2 separate regions of the Mus musculus genome follow, and region 2 is linked to region 1. The links are chromatin contacts, called in public promoter capture Hi-C maps. All regions are on one chromosome and are shown on one strand. The core of a region is the stretch at or near the end of the contact, and the rest is flanking DNA. Distances in the headings are between cores, read along the strand shown. Region 1 holds the start of Ptp4a3 (protein tyrosine phosphatase 4a3). Region 2 holds the start of Eef1d (eukaryotic translation elongation factor 1 delta (guanine nucleotide exchange protein)).

Region 1 (7,310 bases), core at 2,756-5,255:
CAGGTAGACACCGGTGCTAGTTGCTGATGGAGAATGCGGTTGGTTCCTACCCTGGGAACTGAGTCTGCTTGAATGCTGCCGTCCCAGTTTCTCTTTTCCATGGTGACAATGTCCAGTCCCTGTTTCCCTGTGCTGTACCTCCCTGCCTAATATCTCATGCTCTCTGCAACCTCTATCTCTGTGATCTCTGGGAGTCCATTATGGCATTTGCTTCCTCAACCCTAATCCCGTGCAACAATGAGGCATGGAGGGAGCCTAGACGTGCTTTGCAGGTAAACATGTGACCGGGAGCTTGGGACACAGTGTGATCAGTGGCTTCCTGGAGCACGAGGTTCTGGCCTTGGGGGTGTCCGAGGCTTCTGAGGAAGAGAGCAGGGTTCCTGGAGGTGTGAATCCTGTACCCTATCATTTCTTCCACTGAAGGGTGAGTTTGGTAGGCTACAGGAGCCATGGAAGATGTGTGAGCTGTGGCAGGTGGGAGACACCATTCAATCTGCAGTTTGAGCCAAACCTTGAGGCCAGTCCTGGTGGCTTGCTGGGTGGCTTGACAGATGGACTGGTGTTCAATCCTGGTGCTAATCTGTGCTGGAATGTGAGACGTAACGCGCCCTTCCACACGGACACACGTGTCTGTTACCCACTTAACACTTTCCTGGGTGTGAAGGGGTCCCTGATGGAGTGGGATCCCTTTATCAGAAGGGTCAGACATCGTGGATGCTGTCCTTTGAGGCAGCCGGGTCTCCAGTCAGAGTCCTACGTCTTCTGCAGGTGTTTGGATGTTGGGTGAGAGAAGCCAGACGGCAAGGGTGAGAAATCCTGAGACCTGGGCTTGAACAAAGGGTGAGTTTGAGAGCGTATGGCCTTGGGGGACATCCAGACTCCAGTGGTCCTCTTCTTACAGGATTCAGGAGAGGAGGCAGTACTGTGCTCTGGGCGTGAGTGCAGCTTGGAGCGTTCTTGTTTCTGGTGACTGTAAGGGAGTTGAATTTCTGCCTTCATCCTGATGTATGGAGGAAACCCAGGCACAGAGTTCTTGCTCCTCTGGAGGAGGGCTGTCTCTCATGACAGGAACAGGAAGAAAAAGATCCAGGAGCCATGGCTGTGGTGTGGTGTGGGAGGCATTGGTGGGAAGATGTGAAGAGAGGAAGATAGGATGAGCTGGCCAGGGTGCCTCAGCCTTGAGCAGACAGCCCAGTGAGAGACAGCATTGGCAAAGCACTGCTCAACTCTGTATGCAGTAACCTGGGAAACGGAGGTACCCTGAGTCAGGAGTGATGCCTGCCTACAGCACAGCTGTTCTCTCCCATCTTCTCAGTCTCCATCCTGCTCAGCCCTGTGACTGGCACCAGGAGGTGCTCAGCATGCCTGTCTCACTGAGTGACTGAGTGAGTGAATGAATGAATGAATGAACACTTAGATTCCCTTCCTTTTGGGAAGGAATCCTAAGGTCGAGGTTAGTGTAGGAGGTCACAGGCTGTAGAAGGCAGGAGACATGTGAGCCAGGACTGAGCTCTTGGGAGGTGAAGTACAGCATAAGAGGAGGAAAGGGGTATCCTGTCAGCCATGACTGAGGCAACTCGTGGAGACAGGTCTACCCGATGCCCTTTGAAAGCATGGAGCTGGGGCTGGAGAGATGGCTCAAGGTTAAGAGCACTGGTTGCTCTTCCAGAGGTCCTGAGTTCGATTCCCAGCAACCACGTGGTGGTTCACAACCATCTATAGTGAGACCAGGTCCCGTTTTCTGGTGTGCAGACATACATGAAGGGAGAATACTGTATATATATATAAATCTCTTAAAAAACCACACATGTAGCTCATGGTGGACCTTCAGGGGTCAGAGGTCCCAAGTTTAGAAACCTGGTGGACTTCATGCACAATTACTTGGGCCCACTCTGTGCGCCAGTCGGCAGAAGTGACAGTTACAGCCTTTGATCTGCAGTGGTGTAGGCTGATGCCAGGCGTGAGGGTGCCCTCAGAGAGCGGGAGCCTGGGTCAGCAGATCACCACTGTGCTCCACAGGGCACTGTCAGGCTGAGCCTCGGTAGGGACGGCAGGAGCCTGCCTTCTGGAAACCCAGGTCTGTTTCCAGGTCACAGCCCATAGCATGCAGGGTGCTGGTACCACCTTGGAAGGTGGCTTCCCTCTCTAGCAGTGTGTCCTTTTATAGAGGTGGCCTTAGGCTCATCCCTGGCTAGCACTGATCCCAGGTGGCACAGGGCATCAGAGCAGATGGTCAATGCAGGTACCAGGAGTATGTCTGCCTACCTCCTGGGTCACCTTCTCTGGGAACCCTTCCCTGCCCACCCTGCCACCTGGGGCTCTCCTGTGGTCCCTATCCTGTGCATAGTTTCAGATGGCCCTTGAGGGACCAAGTTGGGGAAGTCCCTTAAAGCAAGAGGCAAAGGGGCAGCTGACATAGTGGCTCCTTCTTGGAAGGCATGGAGCTGCTCTTAGGGTGGCCTGGGTGTCCCCTCCTATGAAGTTCTCCCAGACCTCGAGGGCTGAGGTCTCGTGATAGGTTCTGGATGGCTCCCCAATCTGGACCTCTGCCTAGAACACCAGGTCATTTGTTCCTTCCATAAACAAGCGGGAGCTTCTTGGTGCCATGCCTGGGTGGGAGGTGGGGTATGGGTGGGGCCCAGTGCTAGGTTCCCCCTCCCTTTAAGGATGCCTTCCCTGGGCTGGGCACATAGCCAAGGGGGTTGGGGAGAGCCTGGGGTTAAGGAGCCTGTTTTGTGAGGGGTTGCACCCTTGGAACTGTGCGACACAGGGGTGTAAGAGCTTTGGATGAGTTCCGAGGGACTGGCGTGGGTGGAGCCTGCTAGGGTCTCCCCTCCTGGCCCCAGAGATGGGTTACTCTGGGAGGGCTCCAAGAAGGCTCTGGATGTGTTATATATAGACTTCTCCGAAAGGCTTGGGGCCCTGCCAGCTGTAGCAGGTGCCCCCAGGATTAGCTAGAGGCCCCAGCATGCTGGTGTGTGTGTGTGTGTGTGTGTGTGTGTGTGGTGTCACTTGGAGCCCCGGTTGCAGCCCTGGCTGGTGCAGCATCTCAGACGTTGCTGGGCCTGTCACTAACAAACCCTTTTCTAGACAACTGATGGGCCACCAGGGATGGTTTGATGTGCTTTCTCCTACCCACCTGGGATTGGGACCAGTAGGGTCTCTGGGGGAGGGCAAATCTCCAGTCATGGTCCAGCTACCTGGCTGGGTGACTTGGGGCATCTACTCAGTATCTGTTGTGTTGCTGGAGGCTGGTGCCTTGTGGAGGGTTCAGGATCTGCAGTCAGGATGGAAACTAGTGGAACAGCTGAGACCATGGGTCTGGTCAGCAACAATGCCGTTAACCTGCTGGATTTATAAGGGTGGCATATTCTGGGGATCTTAGGTGGCTGCCTAGCTTTCTGGGGGTGAGCCAGGATGGGGCTGCAATGGGATGCTCCAGCCTGGACGTTATCAGCCCTGCTTACCTGGGCCAGGGGGAGAATGGGGGATAGTAGGCTCTGCTGTGCAAGGTTGGCTAATGAGACTTCTCTCTGGGAGTATTAGGGGCATGCCCTCCCCTGGCTCAGGTCCAGCCTTTCAGGGATCATTCCTCTCCCCAGCACCAACTACTGATTGCAGGGCCAGGCCTCTGTCTGGGAGCCGGGCTTGGGCCAGGGTTCCCAGCAAGGCAAGGCCTCTGGGGATTCTGTGAGCTGGAACTCAAGCCCTGCACCAGAAGGCTCCCAGGGCGGTGCAGCCACTGGGGCAGGTGCGGACTGACATCTGTCTCCATTCTTGGGCGGGAGAGCACAGGGTTCCTGCCTGGGATGCCCTAGGACAGAACCAGGATTCCGTCTGGTCAGTGGAGCCCAGGAGACGATCCTGCTCAGGGGATGCCCTGGAAGACTTCAGGAGAGCTGGGTGGGTGTCAGTTCCCTTGGAGATGAGCCTGTGTAGAGTCGGCTCCCATCTCTTGTGTGACTCGAGTGTGCGTAGGTTCAGTGCCTCAGGTTCTTCAGCTGTAGTCTGGGAGTGGTGGCTCTTAAGGTGAAGTGTGGGCTAGTGCGGCTGAGCACACAGTAGCTGTTCAGTGTGCGCATATGAAGCTGGAGAGCTGGAAGGGTTCCTCCTGGCTTGTGGCCCCTCTGCAGAAGGAGGTCTCCTACCCAGCAGGATGCAGAGGGGATGGCAGGCGGGTCCGCGGTGGTCCTCTCCCTTCCTCCTTCCTCTTCCTCTGCTGGCCGCGCCTTTGTTTGCGTGCTATCTTTAGGCAGCAGGTGCGGGAGCCGCTGTGAGTCGGGTCGCCCGCCGGTCACCGCCCCCCCACGTGACGCCGGGCGCTATAAATAGCTGGGCGGCGGGCGGCGGGCATCCGCCCGGAGCCGGCGCCGCTGCGGAGGGCGCGCACGGGTCCCGGCCCGGCCGGCCGGCGCATGGAGGCGGCCGCACGCCTGCGGGCGCGGGTGAGCCGGGCTGCGGGCGGCGGGGACCCGGCCTCGAGGACGCTCCCGAACCCTAACCCTACTGGGATGGGCCCTGCACGGGATGGCGGCTCCCTGGCGGGCTGGGTGGGAAGTCCCGCTGAGGTCGGGGAGCTGTGTGCCCTCCCCACGCCCCACTACGGGTCCTTGGGGTCCCCAGCCCATCCACGGAGCAGTCTTGCCTGTCTTGACAGCACAGAGTCCTGAACTGTGACCCCTGACTCCTAAGTGTCACACAGGGTCCCATTTAGGTCCCTTCTGAAGCTAGATGCACTCCCACCCCACCACTTGAGGGTGTGGCTTCTGACTACCTCTGTGTCTTTTTTTCCCCCCTGGGGTTCAAGTGTTCCCGATTACTAGACTCGATGTTGAGAAAACCTGGGTGTCTGGACGGCCGGAGCTGGCCAGGGTCCAGAGAAGGTCCTTCCACGCCCCTCTGTCCCATGTCCTCCTCTGGCAAACAGGGACAAAAATGGGTCTTGAAAAACATGCCGGTCTGGGAGCAGCTGAGGGCTTAAGATACTGCTAGAGGAGGCTGGGCGGGGATAGAGAAGGGCCCAGGTCATAGTAGGGTCCTTAAGCACCAGGGGTGGGGAGGGTGTGGTGGCTTGACTGAGTGCCTGTTGAGGCAAGGTGAGCTCAGCTTCTGTTCACACCTAGAGCTGCTGGGATAGGGGTGTAGGTAGCCGGTGGGCCCACAAGCCTTGGCTCAGGCCTGCTAGAATGCAGTAGAGGTAGACCCCCCCACCCCCCCACCTTGTTCTCTGGTCTTCTTAACCCCATAGAAGTGATGTGTCCACCTGGGCATGGTGGCAGATGCCTTAAGTCCTAGCACTCAGGAGGCCCAGCCAGGTGGATCTCTGTGAGTCTGAGGTCAGCCTGGTCTACAAAGTGCGGTCCAGGAGGTAAGACAGGGACAGAGAAACACTGTCTCCAAAGGGGGTGAGCGGAGTGATGTGTCGGCAGAGGGGCTCCTTTTTGGGAGGGCAGCCACCATGTGGTTGAGCCTGGGTAGACTCAGGCATGCTGTGGGCATGCCCCTTTTTGCCCACACTTAGGGGTGTGGCCCAGACTGCAGTGAACTGTGCATGTATTATAAGATGCAGTTCAGCCTGGTGTCACCTATACATCTGGACCCCTGGCTCCATCCCCTCAGGCCTGGGGGGAGCATGATAGGCGGTTCAGGCTTCCTTTTCTCAGATGTTGCTTCTGTTGCCCCTGGAATCTTACAACCCAGCCCCAACCCCTGCAAGTAGCCAGTAGGTGCAGTTAGCTCTACAGGAGCCTGCCAGTGTTCTCTGACTCCCTGGGGCCTTCTCTTCTTTTCTCCTGCACACACAAGGGCATTGCAGTGTGCACACATGGGATGCTCATCTCAGTAGGCCCGGGTGTTTGTGTCATAACATGAGAGAAGGCTCTCCTTGCTTATAGCGGGCTAGTCGTGGCTCCGCATGCACAGGGCGTTGAGAACCTGGCCTGCCCAAGCAGGCACAGGACTCCTTTCTGCCCTCCTCCAAGGGGCCCCTCTATCTTAGCCCTTTCAGAATGGTGGCAGGGACTAGCTGTGAGCCATGGCACTGACTTGGAGTGGAGTGCTGAGCTGTTCTCAGGTGTAGGAGGTAGCGAGGGAGGATTCTGTGCTATCTAGTACAGTCGAGCCTTGGACGGTGGGGCCTGTGCCCGAAGCTTGGGGCCAGAGACCAGGGTCTTATGCTGGCCTGAGGCTCCAAGGGCCTGGTTTGCTTGGTGGGCAGCTGGAGAAGGGAGAGCTGGGGACGAGACAGAGAGGTAAGAGGTACGGGCAGAACTCTTCCAGATGCGATCCAGAAGGGGCCTTCCAGAAAGATGAATGCTGGGTGGGGGATGGGCTGAGTCCAGGGGCTCAGGCTCTACTAACTACTGGATCATAGCCCAAGGGACTGTGGTGCCCTCTTTTTCAACCTTCATCGTGTTGATGGGAAACGGGTCCAGAGAGGCCAGTGACATGCCCAAGGTCTCCCAGGCCGTCCAGGGGGTGGCAGGGTGTTAGCTAGCTGTTCTTTGGGGTCCTTGCAGAGGAGAAGGTGGAGGCCGATGTCCTCCAGTAGTGCCCTTCCCCTGGGTCCTGTCAACGGTGTGACTCCCTTCCTGGCCACCTGTGCTGTCACCTCCTTGGCATGAGCCTGGCAGCTGGCCCCTTGGCCTGTGGTCTCTTGCAAAGCAGAACGTCTTGTTTACCTCTAGTGCCTGGCAAGTCCCCGTAAGTTGTGGCTGTGGGTAGAGATTTCAGAAAGCCTGAGGGGCAGCAATTGAGGCCACTCAGCCCCTTGTCCCTCTGGCAGTACCCACTGTCCCTGAGACCTGCCCTTGCAGAACGATCTGAGCTTAATATTGTGCTGTGGCTAGCAGTCCCAAGAGAGGGACCACTGCCCTTATGGGCTGTGAGATGGGGGACCTGGCTTCTGCTGCTGTAGGTGTACTCTGCTTGTGGGGTTCATATGCTCCTGGGGTGAGCCCTGATACCCTCTTCACCCTATCTCGGTGGCTATGTATGGCTCTCTTGTCACCACAGGGGCCTGGGGTAGCCCAGGCAGGAGTTGTCTGTCTGTTTCTGGGTTTCACGTGGAGAATCTGAGGACCTCCCATTTCTTTCTCCCCTCCCATAGATTGTGCCTTCTGAAGACCAGGGTGGGATTGATGGAGAAGCCCCAGGAGGGCAGCTCTGACTACTGCCGTTCCCAACACCGTGGGTGCTGCCGCTGAGGAGACCTGTACACCTCTGGCCCTCACCATTGTCCTTGCCTCCCAATGGCCTCTGCTGCCAGGCCGGAGGCCAGCACTGCTGCCTGAGCCCGCTGCCCCTCTTCA
Region 2 (7,310 bases), core at 2,207-4,706, 2.2 Mb after region 1:
TTGCTTTGGCCTCCTAGGACAGCATGAAGGAAAAGCAGCAAGGTTAGAGCGGTGGGAAAGGCCACCCATGCCAAGACAGCAGCTTGGGCAGCCTTTTAGAAACTGCTTGTCTAGATGGCATGGCAACACAAGATAAAATGGTAGTATCTATCACCACCAAATCCCAGGAGGCTGCCTAAGCCCTCAAACTTGAGAGGCAGCACTCTTCCATTAGCCCTTGATATGTAGCTCTCAGGTTCCTATTATCTAAGAGACAAGCAGAAACCACCATGGAAGCTGCCTGCTCCCACCCTCTTCTAAGCTCCCACCTGCATCAAGGTGAGCTAGCACCTACAGGTGCTCCCTTAGCTGTGAAAGAAACCCAGCCTCTCTCCTTCACTGACAGGGCTTTGGGACCATGTGCTCCAGGTCCACACAGCTCCAAGCTGTGGGTCTCTGCTGCCACCAGGAACCAACACTGAATGATACCACCTCTGTGTTGGGGACATAGAGACCAAGCAGATAGGGGTGCCGTCCTAAGACATTGGTTGTAGTAAGTACAAGCAGCAAAGGCTCCCAAGGGAGACAAAGTCTCCCTTCCCCAGCCTGCTTCCCCACAGGTGCACAACAGGCTGAGAACTTAGCCAGTTTGCACCCAGACTTTGGCATACCTGAACTCCATTGCTTCCCTGGAGGACACACACACACACACACACACACACGCACACACGCGCCCGCAAGCTGTCCAGGAAAAACCAGCCTGGAAACAAGTAGCAGTGAGTGTCTCAAACCCGCACAGGGCAAGCTTGTCTGTCCCCACATCCCTACACAGGGTTGGCCGCCTTCTTCCTGAGGCTTTAATCTAGGCAATAGCAGGAACATGCTGAAGAGACTGAAGTACCAGAGAAAGCAAGCTTCCAGACAAGCAGGCTCTGCCCTGCTCCCAGTCATAGGCTATAGGATATAGGACCTAAGGACCTGGTCAGCTATCAAGTTCATGCCTGAGCTCTGGGGGCACTGCATGCAGACAGCTCAAGTGTCAGACAAGGCCTGATGGGTCTTAGGTCCTGAGATAACAACAGAGCCAGGCATGGCTATGTAGCCCAGCACCCAGACCTAGCTTCCTCCACTCACAAGAAGCTTGTACTAGCTAGCTGCAGCCTCTCAGGGCTGAGCTACCACTTCTCTGTAAAGAAGCGCACATGTGTTCCGGGCTCTCATAACTCCTACCAATCTGGGCCAGGCAGCAGCCTCTGCCAAGGGTACTTCTGGCTTGGGAACTGGACCCTGAGGAAGATGAGAAAGGCTATGTCACAGCTGTGCCCCATCTCAGTAGCAAACACCTTGAGGGTTCCACATGCTGGGAATAAAAGTCCACAGAAAAGCTGGCTTTCTGAGCCCTAAGCCCATACCTTTCTGTCCTCTGGACATTCGGAGGTAGCATGTCACCCCCTCAGTCTTGACAGTGATGAGCTCCCAGTACTGTCTGTCCTCCACAGGATTAGAAATGTGCAAGGTGGGTAGGGAACAGGTCTGTCAGAAAAGTTCAACTTGTATCCCTTCACGCTTATAGCCACATCCTCTGGGCTCACCTGGCCTGAGTCTGTGAACAGATGCTGCCCATGGGGGCTTTTTCTGTGTCTGGTATTCAAAGGGGGCAGCTGGTAGCACTTGGAATGTGAGGACTCACGAGCTTTTCAGTCACAACAGCCACGCAGTGTGACTCTCCCACTGCAGCTTATGTTGGCACAGGAGTGGTGTCTTGGTCTTTTTTTCCCATGGGTTAGTAGATTCTCATCTCCAAGCTCCCACCCTGCTTCTCTGCCTCTGGGATATCCCAGTCCTACTCAGAAACACTGGCCTGAGCTGTCTGCCCACTTTGAGACCCAGAGGCTAATGCTGTCACTCCAGTCTAAACCCACCCAGCCCCAATCTCCTTACCCCCAAATGCTATTGTTTGTTGGCTCTATTTCTGTTCCAGCAGACGGTACCTTGACCTGACACACAGGTCTTGGGACTCTGCTAGACGACTTGCTTTCTCAGCTCTTCCTTTACACCTGATAATATCTGGACCATACCTTGGGGGCATTGGTTGTGTGTCATCTTAGACACAGGAAGGAGAATGAAAACTCTGATTGGTAGAACCACCCAAGTCTGCTGAGTCAAGTGATGTGTGGAACTGGAGACCAAAGCACGTTCCAGCACCCGGATTTCACATGTTTCAATGACTCCAACATTCAATAGGCACACAGCATCTTAGACCCCTGGCTCAGAAGAAATGTTTAATGCCAGCATCTCCTACCTGCATCCCCCAAGTGTCACTCTTGCTATCAAGCCCTCTCAAGCACTTTTGCCTCATCTGTACTATGCCACGGAGCCTCACCTATCCAAAAGATAAGCCCGGAGGACGACCCTGCAGCAGCCTTCTCCTGAGAGGGCAGAAAGCCATGCAGAGCAAATCCCAGGCAACCAAGTCTAAATGGCTCCCTCTGCCAACTCTCCAACTGTTTGCTGAGTTCTCCTCCCACAGTCCGAGAGAAGGTTCATGATGTACTGGCCATCACAGAGCCTGGGAAGGGGACTCCTTGTCCCTTTGACTTCTTCCTCTTGACTCTGTTGCCCCACGGGATTGGCTTAGGGGGCACTCGGTAGTCCTGTCACATCCATCCTTTGCTTCATCCATGAGAATCCGCCTGAGATAAGACCCAGTTATCCATCCCCGAGTGACAGGGCCAATTCAGAAGCATCCTTGGGAGTAGCATCCCAACATTATAGCTTCACCAAGTTCTTTTTGCTGCAGGGTAGCCGTTCACTCTAGAAAACCATGATGCCCGGAGAGAGTGCTCATGTATTAGAAAAGGGGCGACCGTACCCTTCAACGCCCCTTTCCAAAGAAAGCTGCCCAGATCACCTTATTCAAATCAGTAAGTAGAGCTAGTCCTGTTACTTTTGAGCAAATCGACACCACCACGCCCTTTTTTCTACCCTGTGTTCGTGGACCGTACGAGTTCCACCAGTCAGCACCCGAAGCAACCTCCCTCTATGCCTAGAGTTAGGTACGCCCTTGGTGCTTAACCGCAAAGACCTAGGGCGTTAGCAAGAGCTGGGCCCCCAAAATTCCGGAGCCAGCCCGACCGCAGGCAACCGTGTCACTCAAGGCCGTGCCGTGCTGGGATGTGCGGAGCCACCGCGCAGCCAGCCTGAAGCAGCGCTCCGGAATCTGGCAACCATGTGGCCAGCGGCCCGCCTCCACACAGGCCCAGACGCCCGCCCGCAGCCCGCACTGTCCCACGGGAGGCAACCCTAACGGCGCGGGGCCCGGGCACTCCAGGCCTCCGCCGCACGTGCGCTCCTTGAGGCGGGGCCCCCGGTACTCACACGCCAGCCAAGGACGCAGCAACCAAAACCTGGAACTGCGAGCTCAGGACTGCAAAGGAGAGGGAGGGCGCCCGCGCAGCTCCCGGAAAACGCAGCGGCATAGACCACGAAAGGCACGGCGGGGGGTCCAACCCTGGGCACGCGCTGTCTTGCCCTCAGAGCGTGCATCACGATGCATGCAGGAACCACCATGGTAGAAGCAAAGGAAGAGCTACCTTGAGAGCCGCGCTTCACCTCAAGAGTTGTCGCTAGGAGCGGAGAACCGGATCTCCCAACACGCCGAACCCCTCCTCAGCTCGAAGAGTGGATCCGTCCGACGAGGGCGGGACGTAATGAAGCTGATGTGCGCACGCGCTAGTGACGCGCCCAAGGCCAGACTGTGCGCAGGCGCCACGAGGCGAAGTGGGCGGGCCTTGCGGGCCGGGGCAGGCAAGGCTGGCGAGACAAAAGGGAGGGACCCGGGCAGCCCCGCCCCCGAGCCCCGCCCCGAGCGGCCCGCGCGGGGTGTCAGGCTCGCTTTCCCGGGTGGTCCCTGGCGCCGACGCCATGTACCCCGCGAGCCCTCCGGCCGGCCCAGCCCTGCACCCGGTCCCGCATCGCGCTCGTCTTCCCCAGCCACGGTGCCTTGCTGAGCCGCCGCGATCGCCGGCGCCCGGCCCGGGTTCCACGGCGCGCCCGCCGCCGCCCCCAGCGCCCGGGCCGCGGCCCCGGGTGGCCGTGAAGATGACTTTCCGCAAGGCCTACTCAATCAAAGACAAGCTGCAAGCCATCGAGCGCGTCAAGGGCGGTGAGCGGCAGGCCAGCGTGTGCCGCGACTTCGGCGTGCCAGGCGGCACTCTGCGCGGCTGGCTCAAGGACGAGCCCAAGCTGCGCTGGTTTTTGGACCAGCTGGGTGGAGAAGTGGGCACGCAGCGCAAGAAGATGCGTCTGGCCAACGAGGAGGAGATCGACCGCGCCGTCTACTCGTGGTTCCTCACCTTGCGCCAGCACGGTGTGCCGCTATCCGGGCCAGTTATCCAAGCGCAGGCTGAGGCCTTTGCTCGCCAGATCTACGGCCCCGAGTGTACCTTCAAGGCTAGCCACGGCTGGTTCTGGCGCTGGCAGAAGCGCCATGGCATCTCTAGCCAGCGCATCTATGGTGAGGCTGAGTCCCCGGTCGCAGGCCCCGCGCCTGTCAAAGAGGAGCCGGCGCAGTCACCAGGCGCAGTTCTCGTACCTGACGGCGCGCCAGCCACTCTACCCCACTCCGAGGGCGGCTATGGCGACGAGCAGATCTACAATGCTAACGTTACTGGTCTCTATTGGAGGTTACTTCCGGAGCAGGCCTCAACTCCGGGCACTGGGGACTCCAAAGAGCCTGGTGGGTGCAGCCGACGCTGGCGCAGTGACCGAGTGACAGTACTGCTGGCCGCCAACCTGACGGGCAGCCACAAGCTGAAACCACTAGTCATCGGGCAGCTACCGGACCCACCCAGCCTGCGTCACCACAACCAGGACAAGTTCCCGGCCTCCTACCGCTACAGTCCGGATGCCTGGCTCAGTCGCCCGCTTCTTCGGGGCTGGTTCTTCGAGGAATTTGTCCCTGGCGTCAAGCGCTACCTGCGCCGAAGCTGCCTGCAACAGAAGGCTGTGCTGCTGGTGGCCCATCCACCCTGTCCGAGTTGGGCCACTAGCATGCCTCCCCTGGAGGAGAGCGAGGAGACTCCCAGGCAGTGCCAGCCTGAGCTCCTTGGGTCCCCAGAGGAACTTCAAACACCTGATGGTGCAGTTCGAGTGCTCTTCTTATCCAAGGGCACCAGCCGAGCACACATCCCTGCACCGTTGGAGCACGGCGTGGTGGCAGCCTTCAAGCATTTGTACAAACGCGAGCTCCTGCGGCTTGCTGTGTCTTGTGCCAGTGGCTCCCCTCTGGACTTCATGAGAAGCTTCGTTCTCAAGGACATGCTGTACCTGGCTGGCCTCTCTTGGGACTTGGTCCAGGCAGGCAGCATAGAGCGCTGCTGGCTGCTGGGTCTGCGAGCAGCCTTTGAGCCTGGGCAGCAGCCAGCTCACCAGGTAGAGGAGACTGCCGAACACAGCAGGGTGCTCAGTGACCTCACACATCTGGCAGCTCTGGCTTACAAGCGCCTGGCACCTGAAGAGGTGGCCCAGTGGCTACACCTGGATGATGATGGAGGCCTTCCGGAAGGCTGCAGAGAAGAGGTGGCCCCCGCTGCTCCTCCATCCCCAGCTAGCCTGCCCTCTAGCATCGGGGCTGGAGAGGAGGAGGAGGAGGCCACCGAACAAGGAGGAGTGTTGGTACCTACTGCTGGGGAAGCTGTCTGGGGACTAGAGACAGCTCTGAGGTGGCTAGAGAGCCAGGATCCCAGAGAAGTGGGGCCGCTGAGGCTTGTGCAGCTACGTTCTCTCATTACCATGGCACGGAGGCTTGGGGGTATTGGGCCCTCAGCTGTAACTTCTGATGATGGTGTGTGACTACCTTGGCCCAGTGGTCTTTTTCCTGCCTCACTGGGAGAGAGGGGGCACATACAGTCTGCCATCTTCCACCTTTTCTCCCCGGTAGTCCACTGTATGGGTCCGGGGATGCAAGCCCAGCCCAGTTTGGAGGAGTTCTATAAGTAAAGGATGTACTGCCCCAATCCACAGGGTCTGGGGAAGTGGCTATGTTCTTCCCTGGGTAGGCACATGTGGGCACATAAGCACAGCCCCTACTGGAGAACAGTTGACTGTACTTCCACTCTGGCCCCTATGGGGCTCACACACACACACACACACCTACCTGCCTCCGAGTGCACTGCCTGAGGCTGCTGCTGTTTCATCTGCTTCCCTGGTGCTACCTGGTCTCATCTCAGTGGGGAAGCATTTGGTTCTTGGTTTTGTTTTAAAAACATTAAACCTGTTTGGAAAGATGCTCTTCCTGGGGAACCCATGAGTGCTGACTGACAGGGTGAGGTGGTCTCTGGGGCTCTCTTGCCCTTGCTCTGATAACTCAGGTCCTTATGGTGCTGGATCAAAGCCCAGGCTAGGCTCCATCCAGTCCCTGGTGAGCCCGGTGCCTGGTGAGGTTTTGGATGCAGCAGAGAGTATAGCAAATTCTGTTCTACTTGGATTTTTAGTCCCTCCCACTCCCCAGCCCCCTTTAAGTACTCCATTCTGGATAGGTCTTCTATTCATGAGGTTAGCAAGTGTTTGGATCAATGGGCAGGACAAACCACAAAGCACTTTGTTTAGCTCCAGGGCAGTCTGATCTACCTGGAAACATGCCCTAGCCTTTGCAACCATCTGGGAACTCTGCAGTGCCTTAGAGTCAACCTCTAGCCCCATGGGCTCTTCCTGCACCAGCCTTCTCCAGGAACTATGGCTGGATAGCCCAGGTTGAAGGAGAAAAGGCTCAAAGGAATGTCCACATTTTGTATCTGCTGCTCTGCCCAGCTGTGGATTCAGATGACTGCTGGCCGTCTGGAGCTAAGGCACCTGCGTCTTAAGGAGGGGCACTGTGTCTTTGCAGGAATTCCATCCAGAGCCTTTGTCCCGGTCCTCCTTGTCTTTATGTCTCCTACTCTGAGCCTTGCAAACATGAAGTGGAGAAGGGATGTAACAGCTTGGCAATGGGCAAAGCCTTGAGTGACGTATCCAAAAGTGATTTCCACCTAGGCCCAAGAATATAGTTCCTTGGAGCCACGACTACATCCCAGTCAAAAATCTGCATAAATATCAAAAGCTGAGGGAAAGCATAGAGCAACAGAACTGGAGCTCAGGTAGCAGGCTCCATCTATGCACACTAAGGACCATCTGACCACCTAAGTACCCAGCCTCCCCAAAGATGACCTAGAAAACCTTGGGCAATCGTGGCTGGTGGGGGTCTCCAGCACTAGCTACTTGGCTGGGTTTTCAAAAGTCTAATGTGTTTATACCAGCAGCCTCCATATCAGCCAGATACCCAGGTTAGGAAC

The links. Promoter capture Hi-C pulls out the DNA fragments that hold promoters and counts their contacts.
Region 2: a contact with region 1 is called in a promoter capture Hi-C map of embryonic stem cells, with 5 times the contacts expected there. The contact joins the promoter of Eef1d here to the promoter of Ptp4a3 in region 1.

What each region holds. Positions count from the first base shown.
Region 1 is chr15:73,744,021-73,751,330 of GRCm38.p6, forward strand. Ptp4a3 (protein tyrosine phosphatase 4a3) reads left to right here and starts at 4,006. Exons shown (of 6, transcript NM_008975.3): 1 at 4,006-4,445; 2 at 7,109-7,310.
Region 2 is chr15:75,905,888-75,913,197 of GRCm38.p6, forward strand. It overlaps Eef1d (eukaryotic translation elongation factor 1 delta (guanine nucleotide exchange protein)), which reads right to left and starts at 3,457. Exons shown (of 10, transcript NM_029663.2): 1 at 3,358-3,457; 2 at 1-13. It overlaps Tigd5 (tigger transposable element derived 5), which reads left to right and starts at 3,848. Exons shown (of 1, transcript NM_178646.4): 1 at 3,848-7,310. The coding sequence starts at 3,904. The coding sequence ends at 5,832.